Regions from separate parts of the Mus musculus genome. Here all the other regions are linked to region 1. A link is a contact called in public Hi-C and promoter capture Hi-C data. All regions are on one chromosome and are shown on one strand. Each heading gives the region's core, a stretch centred on a gene start, on an enhancer-like site or on the middle of the called end of the contact. The rest is flanking DNA. Distances are from core to core; before and after follow the strand shown. Region 1 holds the start of Tceal8 (transcription elongation factor A (SII)-like 8). Region 2 holds the start of Bhlhb9 (basic helix-loop-helix domain containing, class B9). Region 3 holds the start of Armcx5 (armadillo repeat containing, X-linked 5).

What was found. Promoter capture Hi-C pulls out the DNA fragments that hold promoters and counts their contacts. Hi-C and Micro-C count contacts between places; a contact is called where the count stands out from the background.
Region 2: a Hi-C map of uterus shows a contact between it and region 1, with 8 times the contacts expected there. The contact joins the promoter of Bhlhb9 here to the promoter of Tceal8 in region 1. A contact is called at or near these places in 1 of 39 promoter capture datasets (cranial neural crest) and 2 of 484 Hi-C or Micro-C datasets (embryonic stem cells and uterus).
Region 3: a promoter capture Hi-C map of hippocampal neurons shows a contact between it and region 1, with 2.1 times the contacts expected there. The contact joins the promoter of Armcx5 here to the promoter of Tceal8 in region 1. A contact is called at or near these places in 5 of 39 promoter capture datasets (the 3T3-L1 cell line, cranial neural crest, erythroid cells and 2 more).

The regions. Positions count from the first base shown.
Region 1 is chrX:136,170,452-136,173,999 of GRCm38.p6, reverse strand. Tceal8 (transcription elongation factor A (SII)-like 8) reads left to right here and starts at 1,749. Exons shown (of 3, transcript NM_025703.3): 1 at 1,749-1,868; 2 at 2,295-2,364; 3 at 2,951-3,548. The coding sequence starts at 2,978. The coding sequence ends at 3,331.
Region 2 is chrX:135,884,020-135,887,240 of GRCm38.p6, reverse strand. Bhlhb9 (basic helix-loop-helix domain containing, class B9) reads right to left here and starts at 1,390. Exons shown (of 5, transcript NM_001098222.1): 1 at 1,154-1,390; 2 at 315-396.
Region 3 is chrX:135,740,885-135,744,368 of GRCm38.p6, reverse strand. It overlaps Armcx5 (armadillo repeat containing, X-linked 5), which reads right to left and starts at 1,677. Exons shown (of 4, transcript NM_001009575.5): 1 at 1,391-1,677; 2 at 755-806. Gprasp1 (G protein-coupled receptor associated sorting protein 1) reads right to left here and starts at 1,677. Exons shown (of 11, transcript NM_026081.5): 1 at 1,391-1,677.

The sequences.
Region 1 (3,548 bases), core at 500-2,999:
TGGCACTTCCCATTGGAGTTTATGCTGTCTCTAGTGAATATACACCTATCACCAAAAAGAAAAAGAGAAAAGAAAAAGAAAAGAAAGAAAGAAAGAAAGAAAGAAAGAAAAGAAAAGAAAGAAAAGAGAAAAAATCCAGGACAAAGTTAGAACTAGGAGTACAGTTCAAATATCTGTTCTGAAGCTGTGAGGCTGCGCGTTTGAGCTTACACCTACACTACTGAATGTATTGTAAGCACTTATCTATCAGCAACAAGGAAAAGAAAAGAAGAAATCCACAGCAAAGTTAGAACTAGGCAAATGATTAGATTTCTGTCCTCTTCCTATCTCATGTCCATTCTTTGCATTCAATCCTTCCTCACCTCCAAATATTAGACTTTCTTGTTTTCATTTCTGAATGTTATACTGTGCCTACATGTAAATTCGTTTATATACATATATATTATCGACTAGGTTTTGCTTATGGGGAAGACTATGTGATTTATTTTCCTTCTGATACTGTGTGATCTCAGTGAATATTAAACATTCTAAGTGCGTTTATTTTCCTGAAAATTTTGTAACAACATTTTTTCATTCTTTTTTTTTTTTAAGCTGAACATTATTCCTTGCTATGGTGAAGAAAGCAGCAGTGAACATGTGGTGTACATAGCTCTATGGTAGGGTATGGAGTTCTCTGAGATGGCTCTTGTTTTAATGGAGCACTTTGAATCCTACCAGGGTATCTAGAGTTCCACGAATGAATGAATGAATGAATGAATGGAAAACCCTACATGCTTAATAAGCCCCACAGTCAATAGTGACATACAAAGAGTTACCTCCTTTCTGCTTCATTGTGAGCGCTCTTTCCTTACAAACATTCTGTTCTTAATAACAAAAGTTTACCAACAAACATATTTCGTTGAGTCCCACGAAAGTTCACTGAGTGAAAAGCAGGCTTTTCTGTTTAACAAAGACACTGGCTCCCACAAAGGACAAGGAAAAGAAGTCTGTCTGAAGCCTTTATTTGCAAGTGGGAGCTGCCAGCAGTCATCAATTAAAAGTTCAGACGTCTAATAATAGCCTAAGCTCAGGCAAAGAGAGTCGTGGATTGCGGAGACAAAACTAACGAAACAAATCGGCTGTTTTCAGAGTCGGTTTGCAAACGATGCCATTTTAGTAAGATTTTTAAAAAACCCCAACACATCAATATGTTGTAAATACTGTGCTTTCACTTGCAGTCATTAGAATACTTTTTGAAACCTTAAAATTGATTTAATGAAGTTATTTTCTCCTCATCTAGTGTGAAATAGTGAATATGAAGTATCTCTTTTTAAATATCATTTTAAACCCTGATTCTTACAACAGAACACCACAGAAAACGACTCAAGAAGCTAAACATCCCTTCCTTAGGCTTTTATTCTTCCGCTACCCCCACAAGCGCACATCTACAACCTTCCCCCATTTTAAAGACAGAGAAGCTTCCCAGAGAAATGGTGGACTGTAGGATTTGGTGGGGGGAGGGGAAGGGAAGTATAGGGAGCAAGGGAGAGAAAGAGCTGACTTCCCAAATTAGGAGAATTGGTCGACGTACCCTAAAAGACTGCTCTTTTCCTGGTAATCTGAGTAAGGTGAATAGATACTACTTGGTGACGAGACGAGTTTTATTGTCTCCTATTGGCAAATAGGAAAAAAGATTGACAGTATCTAGTGAAGGGAATGTAGGGGGCGGGCTGCATGTTAATGGGAGGGGTAACCAAAGGCTGGAGCTCATTGATGACGCGATCCTCACGTGACCAGCAGTCGACGTGTGCAGAAGTCCTTATAGTCTAGGCCCAGTTCCCCAGTAGCAGCTCTGTCCTGCTAGAGAAGAGTGGCCCAGCTACTTCCAGGTACTTTAATAGTGGGCGCTGGCTTAAGAGATCATAGGGTGGAGGGAGCAGAGAACAGAAAGCACGCTCATCCCGCACTCTTTCTCTTATCCTAGGGTTCTGCTAAACTATTTTGTGCGAGAGGTTTGGGGCTGCTTGATGAGGGATGGGGCAGATTGGGAGGGAGGTAGCTAACCGAGTCCGGCAGAGAAAGAAAAGAGACGGGGAAAGGAGAACTGCGAGAGACGGAGAGAAGAAACAATAACACTGTGGGGAAAACTTGTCTGATTCTTTGCCCTCTTGCTGGGAAACAGGGTACAGATGAAGGCGGGGTTGCCACAAAGGGAGGGAGAAGAGGGGGATGTGGAAAAACTTTGTGCTATCCGTTAGCAAGACCTTTTGATTTAGGCACTAGTGTGCTCACCAAGAACTCCTGTCTTTCTTCAGCACTCTTGATCTTTTGAGCGCGACATAAATCGAGGTGCAAGAAGAGAGGAAAATCTCCAGGTACCTACAGGTCAGTGCAAGGGTGCAATTGCTTCAGGTCCCTTTGGGTGGGGGTAGGAGTGTGGAAGACACCAAAGCACATCCCAGGGGCGTCACGGCTGCCTCCCATCCGGATTAAGCACAGAAGGCCCCTGCAAATCCTGCTGCGGAAATGGGGTGAAGGAAGGAAAGGGAGAGGCTAAAGACATTTAAAAGAGAGAGGAGACCGCTGACCTGACTGTTGCTGGTGAGAAGCTGAGGATGGGATGACTTGGAAAAGCCCGAAAGGGCGGGAGTGTTAGAGCCATGTGGTGAGGGAAGGGTTAATTGCTTCCACGCCGCTCCCATTTCAGTGCTAGGAGAGGTTTGTTGCAGGGCCTGCTGGGAAAATGGTGGGCTGGAGCCGGGACAGGAGAAGATGGAGTTGGAGAGCAAGGGGGGGGTGGGGGGGGTGGAGGAAGGGGTGGAGTCAGGAGCTCAGAACCTGACTTGTCTAGTTAGAAAACTTTTTGGCAATTAAGTGACCTGAAACAAAAGTCAGTCGCTATGGGAACACAAAAGCTTGTCCATCTGCCTGACACCTAGTCGGTTTTGTTTCCTTGTTTTTATCCCCCTAGGATTAATTCATTAAGAAAATAATCAACATGCAAAAGTCTTGTGACGAGAACGAAGGAACACCCCAGAACACACCAAAAGCAGACGAAGGCCATCCTTCAGAAGATCCACCACAGCAGGCAGGAGAAACTCTTCAGGCTTCTGGAGAAAATGTGAGGGAGGAAACTGAAGGGAGCCATAGAGGAGAGCCTGCTGAACCCAGCCCAGAGCCCAAAGAGGACACTCCCGCAAGGCATCTGAACCCCGAAGAAGTGATAAGAGGCGTAGATGAGTTGGAAAGGCTTAGGGAAGAGATAAGAAGAGTAAGAAACAAGTTCGTGTTGATGCATTGGAAGCAAAGACATTCCCGAAGCCGTCCTTACCCTGTGTGCTTCAGGCCTTGAAATCGTTTTTTTCTCTGATATTGAAATGTGGCTGCTGCTTTCTTTCTCTTAGCATTTTCTGATGTATCTTTGAACTTCATTTTACTTTTAATAATAATTACCTGGCGGTATTTTCTGTTATGTAGTTTCGTTGTTACCAGCATCTCATTGGATTTTGGATTTTTGACCCATTTTCCACGTTTATCTTTCAGTTGGAAAGTTTCACATTTATGCATGG
Region 2 (3,221 bases), core at 141-2,640, 290 kb after region 1:
ATTGAGGAAAATATTAAAAAAAATGTTGACCATGGTATAAAATTATAGGTTTATGGGCAGATTTCCAAAACCCAAGTTCAAATACCTCTGTTAAAGAATTAGGAACCAAGTACATGATCTCCATCAGCTCCCATGTGTGACCCAAATGGCTACCTTCAGAAACTGCATCCCACCCCCCCCCACCCCCCCCACCCCGTACTGCTGCTGTATAAAACTATGAGGGACAACAAAAAGTTGGGGATGATATATGGGGGTCCCAGAAAGAGACACTTAACTCCAATAGTGATTTCAAATATTCTAAATTGAACACCCACCTGCACAAAAAGTTCTTCTTTACTTTAAGTCCATTCGAACATTAAAACAAATGTTCAAGGTGAAATGTTGAGAAAATGGATCCTGAATATAAAAGATAGGACAATGTCATAATATTTATATAGCTAGGAGTTCTGTATATATGACCAACTCCTTATTATGACCAATTCCTTGCAGTAAATTAGGTACAGGAGTCTAAATACAGAGGGCAATAAAACAATCCTGTATTGAAGGCAGATGAACTTTTCATTCTTATGTTCTGACATCTTCATAATCGCCCCTCTAATGATGTTTCACCTTCCCCAGAATACACTACCTCTACCACCCTGACAAGAGACTTTGCCACCAAGCAGGAGTCTGTGGGAAGAGACAGCACCCACGATGCAGGGCACATGGATCCCTTTCTGGAATAAGGGCCCAGGTAGAAAGGCGACTCACCAAACAGCTGAACCATCACCAGAGTTGGCCACCTGCCTCCAACCCATGAACAGCAACCTCCAAGGGGCACCACCCCCAGCTTCCGCGCCGCCATTTCTCCCATAGTCGCCTCCCCCACAACCCTTGCAGGGCCCAAACACCAAAAAGGGCCGGGGGGAAAAGCCTGCTGCCAGGCCATCTGCTCTGCAGGCCTCCAGACCCTCAGACTCAAGACACTCTGGCTGCCACCCTGCGCCCGGGGCCCGGTTCGGGTTCCCGCTTCCTCCTCCCCACCGCCTGGGGTCTCCGAGCACCGCGCACACTCCAGGGAGGCCGCGACCTGCTGGCCTTCACTGGACTGTCAGGGCCGGGCAGTGGTCCTCAGTGTGCGACCACTCGGAGCCCTCGACACACCTCCACTTGCCTGGCCAGGCGCACGGCCCAGGTGTCCGGGCTCCCCCGCGTCCCCCTCCTGCTCCCGGCTGGTCTCTGTCCTCGGCGGATCCTCTCACAGAACCCCCACCGCTTTGCGCGCGAGTGGAATGGCAGAGACGTGTCCCGCCCCTACGTCTCTGCACCAAACAGGCAGGGGCTGCGCAGGATGCGGCAAGCACAGCTCACCTCGAGGGTGTCGGGAAGGGGGCGGAGGGATACTGCGCACGGGGCTCTACGCCCCCTCCTGGACCCACTGTAGTTCCGACTCGGAGTGGGCGGGGCCAGACAGCCCCACTCCTCTTGGAGAGGTGGGTTGCACCCGTAGGCGTCTGCAGACCCCTGTTCACCCTAACCAGAGACCACCACCACTTTTTTTTGGGGGGGGGGTGCCACAACAGTGTGTGAGATGGCTGAAATCTAGAGTCTATGAGGGCTTTGGAGAGGGGGACTATGGAGAGAAGGTGGTCTGGAGATGTGGAACAGGAGGGAGCAGCGGAGGGATACTGAGTGCTCCTGTACTTCAGTAGGAAGCTGGGCTTTGCTGGCCCCCAGCCCCTCCCTGCACTCCATCTCTTGCTACCCTTCAGTTCTCTCGTAGCTTCTGACGCCAGTAGAAAGGGAGGAGGGCTTTTAGTACTGCAGCTAGAGAGGGAACAGGTAGCCTAGCAACAGTCTGCAGAGAGGACTCTTGATTCTTCATGTTTTTCTCTCAATGCTTCATGGAGTTCCTAGAGGAAAAGAAATGGGAGCAACCATTGCAGCTTACATCGCTGCCCCCAGGGTAAAGCCAGACTTCTGTCCCTGGAAAACCAACCAGAGGTCTGGGGTAAAAGTCACTTTACTTCCTTTGACTTATTTGGACTAAAAACTCATCTAGTCACATATGACATAAAAGAACTGGGAGGTGGCGTGGGAGTAGGTTGGGACAGAGTAGGTGATAGGTCAACCCAAACATAGAATGTATGAAGAAGCCTTAAAGCAAACAACTAGCATGCAAGCGAATTTTAAAATATAATTTGAAGACAAAGGAGTTTGAACAGAGGTACCCTGCATGGGTGGACCAGGCTGCTGCTCTCAGAAGACACGACTTATTAAATAAAAATCCCAGTACCAAGCACTGCGAGTTACTGGTTAAAGGGGCCTCAGAGCAGTGGTTCTTAACCTATGGGTTGCTACCTCACTGAGGGTTGAATGACCTTTTCACAGGGGTCACATATCAAATATCCTGCATATCAGATATTTACATTATGATTCATAACATTAGCCAAATCACAGTTATGATGTAACAACGAGAATAATCTTGTACTTGGAGGTTACCATAAGACAAGGAACTGAATTAAAGCATCAGGAAGGTTGAGAACCATTGCCCCGGTGGCACCTAAAACAACAGAAGCTATTGCCACATCCTTTGGCTATTAAGACTCCACTGCTGAAGAATCACACTTTTTTTTTTTTTTTTGCTGTAGGTCAGAAAAACCAATATTTTAAAAGATTTTAATTTGTTCTTTTTTTTCTGAAAACCATACTTTATTTTAGATAGTAATATATTATTAACTGATGTGATACAAATTATGTATTAACTAACACTATAATAGAATTATTCAAATATAGTAAAATTATTTGAATAGAATTAGCCCTAAATGGAATAAAAGAGAATAAAAGAGAAAAGTATCAGGTTATGTAACTCCTCTCAAACAGATGAAGTGTGGGTAAAATCCAAAAATTTAATAAATGAGACAAAGAGAAGGTAGCTTTAGGTAGCAAGGAAAGACAGAGGTAGGCAAAAGGACACGAGTCATAAGAGAGGATGCAAAACATTCAATGCCATCATACCCCTGCCCCACTGAAGGAGATGTGCGGATTCAACGTTTTCTATATTGAAGTAGAAAACCCATTTTTTGCATCCCCAAAGAATCCTATATGTGTTACTCCTTTGAGGGAGGGATTGTGAACGTTGAGCTGTCCTTTCACTCCATTGATAATTATTGTAATAGGAATTAGACATGACTAGTCCCTGAATACATGTTACATTGATAGTCTGTATATGCTTGGCCCAG
Region 3 (3,484 bases), core at 428-2,927, 430 kb after region 1:
ACCAGCTTCAAAGCTGTTCCTCCTCCTCTTCCTCCTCCTCCCTTGGGGCCCTCCATTGTCTTCTTGAGTGACTGTTTCGGTAATCCCTTAGTTGAAAAATCGGTTGATAATGAAGTGTTAGAGCAGGACAGGAAAGAGGGGATTAAAGGAAGATGTTCCCATCCTGCATCTATCTCTAGAGTTAGACCAAGACTCCTAAGTGAATCCACAGACCAGCTAGAGGTCATCGAGAAACTGACAAAACAGAAGGGTGTGACATTCTAGTCTCAGTGATCCTTGTCTGTCTTCACACTAATCCTCGAATCTGGACAATTGCCTTCTCATTATCTCCTAGCTTCACATTCAGTTATTTTACAAACATTCACAACAGCCAAGTTATACAACCCTCCGGATGTGTCTATCAATGGAAATCCACAAACATGAGAACAGCACTACTGAGTATAATTTAGGAAACAGTAATTACGGAATAAATGCTTGCTGGATACAGATACTTGTTTGGTAAAGAATTCTCTGATTCCCTTTCTTTTTGTCATCCCCCCATGACACCCCCAAATCTCCACGTTCCTCTGCTATATTCTTAAAGCCTGATCATTTCCATGAAGGGACAACTAAATCATCTCTGCACAGTTGGTCGTACTGGTAGCAGTAGGGATGAAACGCCTGACAATAACAGGAAGCTGGGGAAATAATGAAAAGTATCATTTTCAATTTTCTTACACATTCTTATGATTATCCCCCACCCACCCACACAAACCTATCACATTCTGCAACATAGTTGGGGTAACGCGGAGGGCATTTCTGGAAGGCTGGAAAAGAGGAGATGTAGAAATTATTCTAGAACCCTACCTAGTCTTGCAGCTTTCTCCCACAGTACAGAAATCAGGTCAGTTTTGTTTATCTTCTCCCCTCCCCTTTTGATCTGCCGCCCTGAAACGTGGAGAAATGCAAACTTGGCACAAAATCTATCCACACAAATGAATGTGTGATAGCCCCAAATCAAATGAAATCGCACTGAGTAAGATATGGTTAATTAATGGTCAGATAAGAATGTGCAATCTTCGAATACACCCAACACAAGATTTAATGTTCCCACATCTATAACCCCTTTGTGTATCTCCTTCCTGATTCTCAAGGCTCCTCAGACAACTGCGTTCATCAGTGGTGGTAGTCCTTTCTCTGACAAGTACGCCATCTCCCCAGTAGATGATGCCATTGCATCCATCTCCCTTCCCAAACGTGATGAAGCGAGTTTCTGGAAACGTAGATAGCTTTTTCTCATCCTCCCTAGTCTGTCTTCCCAACACTCGCCCCCTAAAATCAGGTCACCAATCCCGCACCAATCATGGAACCCGCAACCACAACCCCAAGCAATGCCCTCCTTCTTACTGACCTGTTCTGCTTGAATCCAAGGCAGTTTTCTTAGGTGCGTTCTCTCCGGCGGCGCCTTCCCACACAGAAAGGAGGCAGGCAAACGCCGTCGGCAGTCCGCCGCAGGGAGCAGAGGCAATGGCGGCGACTGTAATTTAGGGGCTTGCCGGGAGCTTGGGATGTAGGACAAGATGAAGGGCCATGACTAGCAAATTACTGTCACCTTTCGGTACCCACTCCTCTCTCCGGTCCCTCACGAAGCGACTACATAGCTACCTACATCCGCCGGGACGCACTAGGCGCGGCTACGTCATTACGGAGGCCCGCAGAGGGAGGAGCTAGAGTTATTTAAGGAGTTCCGGCTTAGGGAAGCGGAGTGATACTACTGTGGCGCACACTGCGACACTTAGGTTCTGATCCCGAACTAGGGAAAACCGCGCCAAGCACCCGCAAGCAGGCGATTACCAAATGTCGGTTTTAGCTTCCTTCTTAGACATGTCTTTCCATTTCGAAATGCATGCGGTTTTCACGCTGTGGCGTCAGAAGAAAAAGCGGCCGCCTTACCGGGCGGAAGGATAGCAAAGAATTCTAGTGTTTTTACACGTTCCTCACTAAACCCACCGCCCACTGAAGTGAGCTGGTTAGGTAGGGGAGGGGCTCAAGGTAGAAACGATGCTGGGGGTGGGGCGGTTCTCAACGCTGAAATTACAAATAAAAATTCTCATTTATTCCAACAAATTCTAAACTGTTCCTTCTACAAGCAAAATCCGCCAGTGATGCACCTGTAAGGGCTTGTTTGCATAAAATTCTTGCTGCAGCGGCAGAACCTATGGAAAACTGCTCTGCTGCCAGACCGTTTTTGTTTTGTTTTGTTTTGTTTTTCAATCTCCCTTTTTATGTTTCCTGTTGCCACCCCTTGAAATCTTTTGCTCTTATTGTCCGGCATGTTTCTTGTTTTGAAATAGTTTTAGATAACATGAAGTAAGGATAGAGGAAAAACAGGGAGAAAAAGAACTGTGCAGACGAGTTCTACTCCAGGATGACCTCACTACCATAAGGTGCAGTGGCTTGGATTTAATCTAGGCACTGGGAAAACAAGAATCTTCTTACTGACAAGACATAATACCAAAGTATCTTTGTACCCGTGGACCAACACCAGTCCCTGCTCTGTGGATTTCTCCGGGCTTGTTCCCTCACGTTTCTTGCCCCCTAAATCTCTGACTATATAAGTCCTTGCATCTTGAATGCTGGGCCTCATGTTTGTATTATCTATTTGAACATAAATTTAATTAAAATAAGCCTTAGAATCAGAAAGTGTTTCTAACATGTATACCACTTAGAAATGTCCCAGCCCATCAGTCCTGTATGCCTCAACTCTAAGCTGAGCTATGACATTAGTAGATTATGATGAGAGACATTTTTCCTGTTTCAGGGATGTTTGTAATTTTGAAATTGCCTTAATAAAAGTGCATGGTTTCCCCTCAGTCCCAGTCTACATTATCAGAAAACCTGATAATGTCATGAGGCAGGAGGTTAACTTTTGGAAGGAATAACCAGCCTATAAGGAACAATACTAGGTGGTGATGGTCAGTCCAGACAGACCATCTTCATGACCCAGGACACAAGATGAAAATAGTTTTGGTGGGAGGCTCAATAAAACATAATTGTAAAAAATAGGTGGTAGTGGTCCCTCCAGATGGGCCAGCCCAGGGCCCTAAAAACAGTTAAAGAGAGAGAGATAGAGAGAGGGAGAGAGAAGAGAAGAGAAGAGAAGAGGAGAGAAGGAAAGAAAAGAGAAAAAGGAAGGAAGAAAGAAAGGAAGGAAGGAAGGAAGGAAGAAAGAAAGAAAGAAAGAAAGAAAGAAAGAAAGAGGGACATCTGGGTTCTTTCCAGCTTCTGGCTATTATAAATAAGGCTGGTATTAACTTAGGCAAATGGATGGACTGGAGGGCATCATCCTGAGTAAGGTAACCTAATCACAAAAGAACACACATGATATGCACTCATTGATAAGTGGATATTAGCCCAGAAACTTAGACTATCCAAGATACAATTTGCAAAACACAAGAAAATCAAGAAGAAAGAAGACCAACATGTGGATACTTTATTCCTCCTT